Linked DNA regions of Mus musculus: region 1 is linked to region 2. The links are chromatin contacts, called in public HiChIP or PLAC-seq maps. All regions are on one chromosome and are shown on one strand. The core of a region is the stretch at or near the end of the contact, and the rest is flanking DNA. Distances in the headings are between cores, read along the strand shown. Region 1 overlaps Rai1 (retinoic acid induced 1). Region 2 overlaps Tom1l2 (target of myb1-like 2 (chicken)).

What was found. HiChIP or PLAC-seq counts read pairs in DNA pulled down with a chosen protein or histone mark.
Region 1: a FOXA1 HiChIP or PLAC-seq map of pancreatic cancer cells shows a contact between it and region 2. The contact joins two enhancer-like sites. A contact is called at or near these places in 1 of 115 datasets of contacts at active chromatin or transcription factors (pancreatic cancer cells) and 2 of 9 other capture datasets (adipose tissue and liver).

The regions. Positions count from the first base shown.
Region 1 is chr11:60,177,418-60,180,121 of GRCm38.p6, reverse strand. The region is part of intron 2 of Rai1 (retinoic acid induced 1); the gene reads right to left. Among named protein-coding and RNA genes, the nearest start is that of Mir6921, 22 kb to the left of the region's middle. Within about 2 kb of position 1,416, at least 17 of the 459 cell types and tissues checked have an H3K27ac peak or open chromatin away from gene starts, as enhancers often do. A contact at or near this core is called in pancreatic cancer cells, where this site is marked.
Region 2 is chr11:60,338,194-60,340,893 of GRCm38.p6, reverse strand. All of the region lies in intron 1 of Tom1l2 (target of myb1-like 2 (chicken)), which reads left to right. Among named protein-coding and RNA genes, the nearest start is that of Tom1l2, 13 kb to the left of the region's middle. Within about 2 kb of position 1,258, at least 46 of the 459 cell types and tissues checked have an H3K27ac peak or open chromatin away from gene starts, as enhancers often do. A contact at or near this core is called in pancreatic cancer cells, where this site is marked.

The DNA.
Region 1 (2,704 bases), core at 167-2,666, 160 kb after region 2:
TCAGGCTAGCCTACCCTCACTGGTGCCACCCACGGGCAGGGTCTAAAGATCGGGGTCTGGCTAGAGGGAGCTCACAGGGGTTCCCAGGCTGCTTGGGTTGGTCCACACTCCAAGCCCCAGTAGTGCTATCCTTACAGAAAGCCGAACTCATCAGGACAGCTTGTCCTCTCCACTCCATGCTCCCAGAAGGACCAGGGCTTACCTTACTTGTTGAAGAAGCAGAAAAGAAGTGTCAAGCTAGTAGCAGGCTGTCTAAATGCCACTAGGCTTTTGACCTTGGGCAAGTCTTTCACCTCCATGGGCCTCAAGGCCTGTGCCAGTTGTCCCTTTTGCTAGGAAAACCATTCCCAGACACCCATGCAACTCTACTGTGTCCCTGTTATCATTGTATTTAAAATGACACCCCTTGTGCTTCCTTCTAGTTCTTCAAAGCACTTACCTTTTGGCCTCATTACCAGTCTCCTCTCGAATGAAAAAAGTTCCATAAGAGCAGGGATTTTTGCCTATTTTATTCATAGCCATGTCCCCATTGCCCAGAACAATAAATATTTATTAAATGAATCATGCTCCAAATGTCACATTAACCCTGTGAAACTAAATCCAGACTAAGAAGTCAGCTGATAAGATACAAGGTATTTGGGCGGACTGAGAGGCATAAACTAGGTAGGGCCACAGGTCTGCTTCATACATTAAACACAGACCTGTTCTTAAGGACGGACGAAGAGTCTACTTCGGAGGTCTGTAGTCAGATGGGGGTTGGAGGCAGCTGTACACACTGGTCCCAAGCAAAGTGGGGGGAGAAGGAGCCAGAGCAGGGCAGCCTTTGCTTTAAGAGGTTACAGGTCAGAAATGTACAGTAGGGATGTTTTTCATTTGCAAAAAATGTTACCAGGGCTGGCAAGATATAATGGCTTAGTGATCAACTTCCATCCCTGAAACCCACAGTAGGGAGCACTAGCTCCTGGAAGTTGTCCTTACACACACACACACACACACACACACACACACACACACACAGACCAAAAAAAAAAGTTAGCAACCAAGTCTCAAGGGTTTTTATTGTTGTTATTTAAAGCAGGGCAAAGTTCAAAAGGACCATCTGTGGGTTGTCACTTGACCATCAGCCCCAGGTGTCAAAGACTGACAAAGTGGACACACACACACCCATGCACTTTAGCTCTTAGCTTCTTGGGCTGGGGACTTGGGTATTCAATGCAACAAGGAGTACCTAGATGTTCTCTGGCTCCAGAGCAGCAGGCCTTGGTAGGTAGGTAGCATCATGGCCCAGGCAAACCCTGAAGTAAAAGGTGAGAGGCCTGGGTGCAGGAAAGAGCTCAAGAGCTAGAGGTAGGAGTGTGGCATGAGCTCAGCTTGTAGAGGTGGTGTAGGAGGTGCCCTGTAACATTCCACAAGAGATAGGTAAGGCCCCACCCCTCCCCCCTCCTGGGACCCCTGCCAAGCTCCCATGTGGGGTTCATGACAGCAGTAATTACATAATTAATGGTACAATGAGCTGCCTCCTAAGGATAAGAGCCTGAAGGTAGGGACTTCAGTGTTTGCTCTTAAGCTCCAAAGCCCTACTCTGGCCCCAGAGTTGCCCCTATAAAAATTGCTCTGATGGTGACCAAGTGGGACAGAGGGACACTACTGGCTTTGTGCTTATCACAGTATTTATTCTTTATCACAGCCTCAGAGGGTGAAGGCCACAGAGCAGTTTCATGAGTGGGTGAGGGAGTTGGTGGGCAGAACAAAAACTATCTAACTAGGACCTGCACTCTTTCCTGCAGCCTTTCCTGTTGGTGTCCACTGACTCTTGAGCCCAGCTTGGCTCAGCCAAGCGTCCAGGTGGAGAGCAAGCAGAGCGCAGAGCTGAGGCTCCAGGGGATGTGTGTAGCTTAAGTCGCAGTGAACTGCCAAGGCGTCGCTGAAGGCCACCCAGGGGCAGGAAGAGGGAAAATGATGAAGGAAGCAAGTGGCTGCCCTCTGGAAGCTTCCAGAACAAACTCCCTCCTACAGTGGCTACTGCCTACCTACCTACCGTGGTCCAGTTCTGAGTTTGGCTGCTAGAGCCAGTGGTCTGGGTACCCAGGTGCTTTCAAAGCAGCTCTTCCTGTGTGCTCATGGGGACTCTAGGTCTGCTCTCGCAGTGGTAGCAGCAGAGGGTCTCTGGCTCATCACAGACAGTCCTGTCTGCAACCTCCTCGGAAGACAGCTTGGCATGGAAAAGCAACCAGCCCCAGGAACTGGGCACATTCTCCCTCAACACTCCAATCCCAAACCCGAAGAAATCAATGAAAATCCAGAGAGAGAGTCAGTAAGTTGTCCACCAGGCTCAGCAGTTACGTGCCCCAAATGCCTCTCTGTCACACAGAAACAGAGAACATGGCTTTCCTACTGTATAGCCCAGCAGGGAAAGATCTTGCTGCTTCCAGGAGTCTGGGTAGAACCTCCCCTGCTGCCTGCCCCAAGGGCTTCTCACTGCAGCAAGCTGACAGCCCAGGAGGTGCAGCCCTGGCCCCTTCTCAGTGCGGGTTCCATATGGGGGAGCAGGGCACTGAAGCCCCTCCTGCACCCGCCCCCAGGGGAGGAAGCCGCCTGTCAGGCCGCCTCGGCGTGTCAAATCCTCTTGCTGCCTAATTGTGAGACGGCGGCGTTTAAAGAAACGCTTTTCTGGCCGCCTGCCACACCGCAAACTGCTTGGTAT
Region 2 (2,700 bases), core at 9-2,508:
GATATCCCACTGAGGACTGTGTGTGTGTGTGTGTGTGTGTGTGTGTGTGTGTGTGTGTGTAGGGGGGATGTTTGCCCACACTTGTACATGTGGTGGCCAGGAGTCAACATCTGGTGTTTTTCTCTACCACTTTCTACCTTATTTTATTATTACATTTATTTATTTATTGTGTGTGGAAGTGTATGAGTGCATGCACCATTGTGCACATGGGAAAGTTAAAAGATAAATTGTGAAGCCTGGCGGTGGTGGTGCACGCCTTTAATCCCAGCACTTGGGAGGCAGAGGCAGGTGGATTTCTGAGTTTAAGGCCAGCCTGGTCTACAAAGTGAGTTCCAGGACAGCCAGAGCTATACAGAGAAACCCTGTCTCGAAAAACCAAAAAAACAAAAACAAAAACAAAAACAGAAAACAAACAAACAAAAAGATAGACTGTGGGAGTTGGTCCTGTTATTCTGCAGGTGGGTCCTGGGGATTCAACTCAGGTCATCCGGCTTGGTAGCAGCGAATGCCCTCCCCTGCTGAGCCATCTTGCTAGCCCATCTACTTTCTTTTTTTGGAGACAGAATTTCACTGAACTTGGTATTCTCCATTTTGGCTACACTTGCTGGGTGATCCTCCAAAACTTGCCTGTCTCTGTCTCCCAGTGCTGGGCTTATAAATGCACTGCCACACCAGGCTTCACAATTTATTTTTTAATTAGTGGGTTTTCCTGTGGCCTTTGACTCGTATCTAGTCGGCTGACTCTGCTATGCCTTCCGGTTCCGCATCCCCTGCTCTACTTCTGGGTTTAACTTTTCCACCCCTCGTACCCTGTGGTCCCCAGAGAAGTACCTTGGTTTTTTTTGTTAGTTTGTTTGTTTGGTTTTATGATGCTGGAGTTCAAATCCAGGGCCTTGCACATGCTAGGCACTGAACCACTGAGCTATGTCCCTAGCTCTTCTTGGCTAAATATCTTACAAACTTAATTTTCTTTAATTCTCACAAAATTCCAGGTAGGTAATGTCATTCATATACATGATATTGTTTGTTTGTCTTTTTGTTTGGTTTGGTTTGTTTTTTTTTTTTTTTTTGGAGACAGGGTTTCTCTGTATAGCCCAGGCTGTCCTGGAACTCACTCTCTAGACCAGGCTGGCCTCGAACTCAGAAATCCACCTGCCTTTGCCTCCCAAGAGCTGGAATGAAAGGCGTGCACTACCACGCCCGGCTTTGTTTGTCTTATAGAGACATGGACTTGATATGTTACTCAGAGTGACCTTCAACCCCGGGGATCAAGTGATCCTGTCAGCCCAGCCACCTACGCAGCAGAGACTACAGTGCACATCACTGTCCCTGGCATGACTCATATTTTACTGGCTCTACCTCTAAAGTAGGCATGAGCCACCACACCCGGCTGCCAGCGGCTGCTTTAACCATTAGTGCTGTCTTGGTAGTCTGGGAGGCATGTCAAAAATTCTCTTTGGGGTTTTATTTTTTAAATTAAGTGCAATCAAGAACAACTCACTCGCCGGGCGTGGTGGCGCATGCTTTTAATCCCAGCATTCGGGAGGCAGAGGCAGGCGGATTTCTGAGTTCAAGGCCAGCCTGGTCTACAAAGTGAGTTCCAGAACAGCCAGGGCTATAAAGAGAAATCCTGTCTCAAAAAACCAAAAAAAAGAAAAAAAAAAAAAAAAAAAAAAAAAAAAAAGAACAACTCACTCGGGCTGGCAAGATGGCTCAGCAATTAAGAGTGCTGACTGCTCCTCTGAAGGTCCTGAGTTCAAATCCCAGCAACCACATGGTGGCTCACAACCACCTGAAATAAGACCTGATGCCCTCTTCTGGTGTGTCAGAAGGCAGCAACAGTGTATACTTATTTATAATAATAAATAAATCTTTAAAAAAAAAACTCACTCTATCTGAAACTAGTCTGGAACTCACTGTAGCCCAGGCTGGCCTTCAACCAATGCAATAACCTCTTTGCCTAAAACTCCTGATGCTGAGATTATAAATGTGAGCCACCACATCTAGCTTCAGAGACGGATTTCATCTCAGAAAATTGGGCTGAGATGCATAGAACTGAAGGACCATCCTCAAGGCTCATGGTTTATAAGTGCCAGAGTGGGGACTTCTCCCGCTTGACTGTAGGCACTTTTTTTGTGCTACTTTATTGGGCTCTTGTATCTGCCACCTTTCTATCTGTGTTCCACCCTAATCCCTTCTAATCTCCTAGTACTAGGCTGGAGAGAAAAAAGGTTAGCGGGGAAAAGGGGCATAGACCTCTTTAGACTACTTCCTGCTGACCTGGGGTGTTGAGTTCTCTGGGGCAAATCCAACATCTTTGTTGTATCTCCAACCAGCAACCCAGCAACCCAGCAATCCAGAACCCAGCAATCCAGCAATGACAAGTGCAATAGCAGGAACTGGCAGCAGGGGGAGCAGCTGCTGCCCCTGGCCCTCTGGGCTCTCCTATTTATACTCTCTTCAAGAGTCCTAGAGGTAAACTTTCTGCACCTGGCAAAAATCACACACACACACACACACGCACACGCACACGCACACATACACACACAGCACAGGATAATCATAGTTATCCACTGTGGACAATCTGAAGCAGCCCCATATTCCACACCTGAGATTAAAACAAAAACATATTCACATAGCATAAGTGGGTTTTTAAAGAAACCGAACTTTTCACTACACTTGGCTCCTAAACAGAATGGC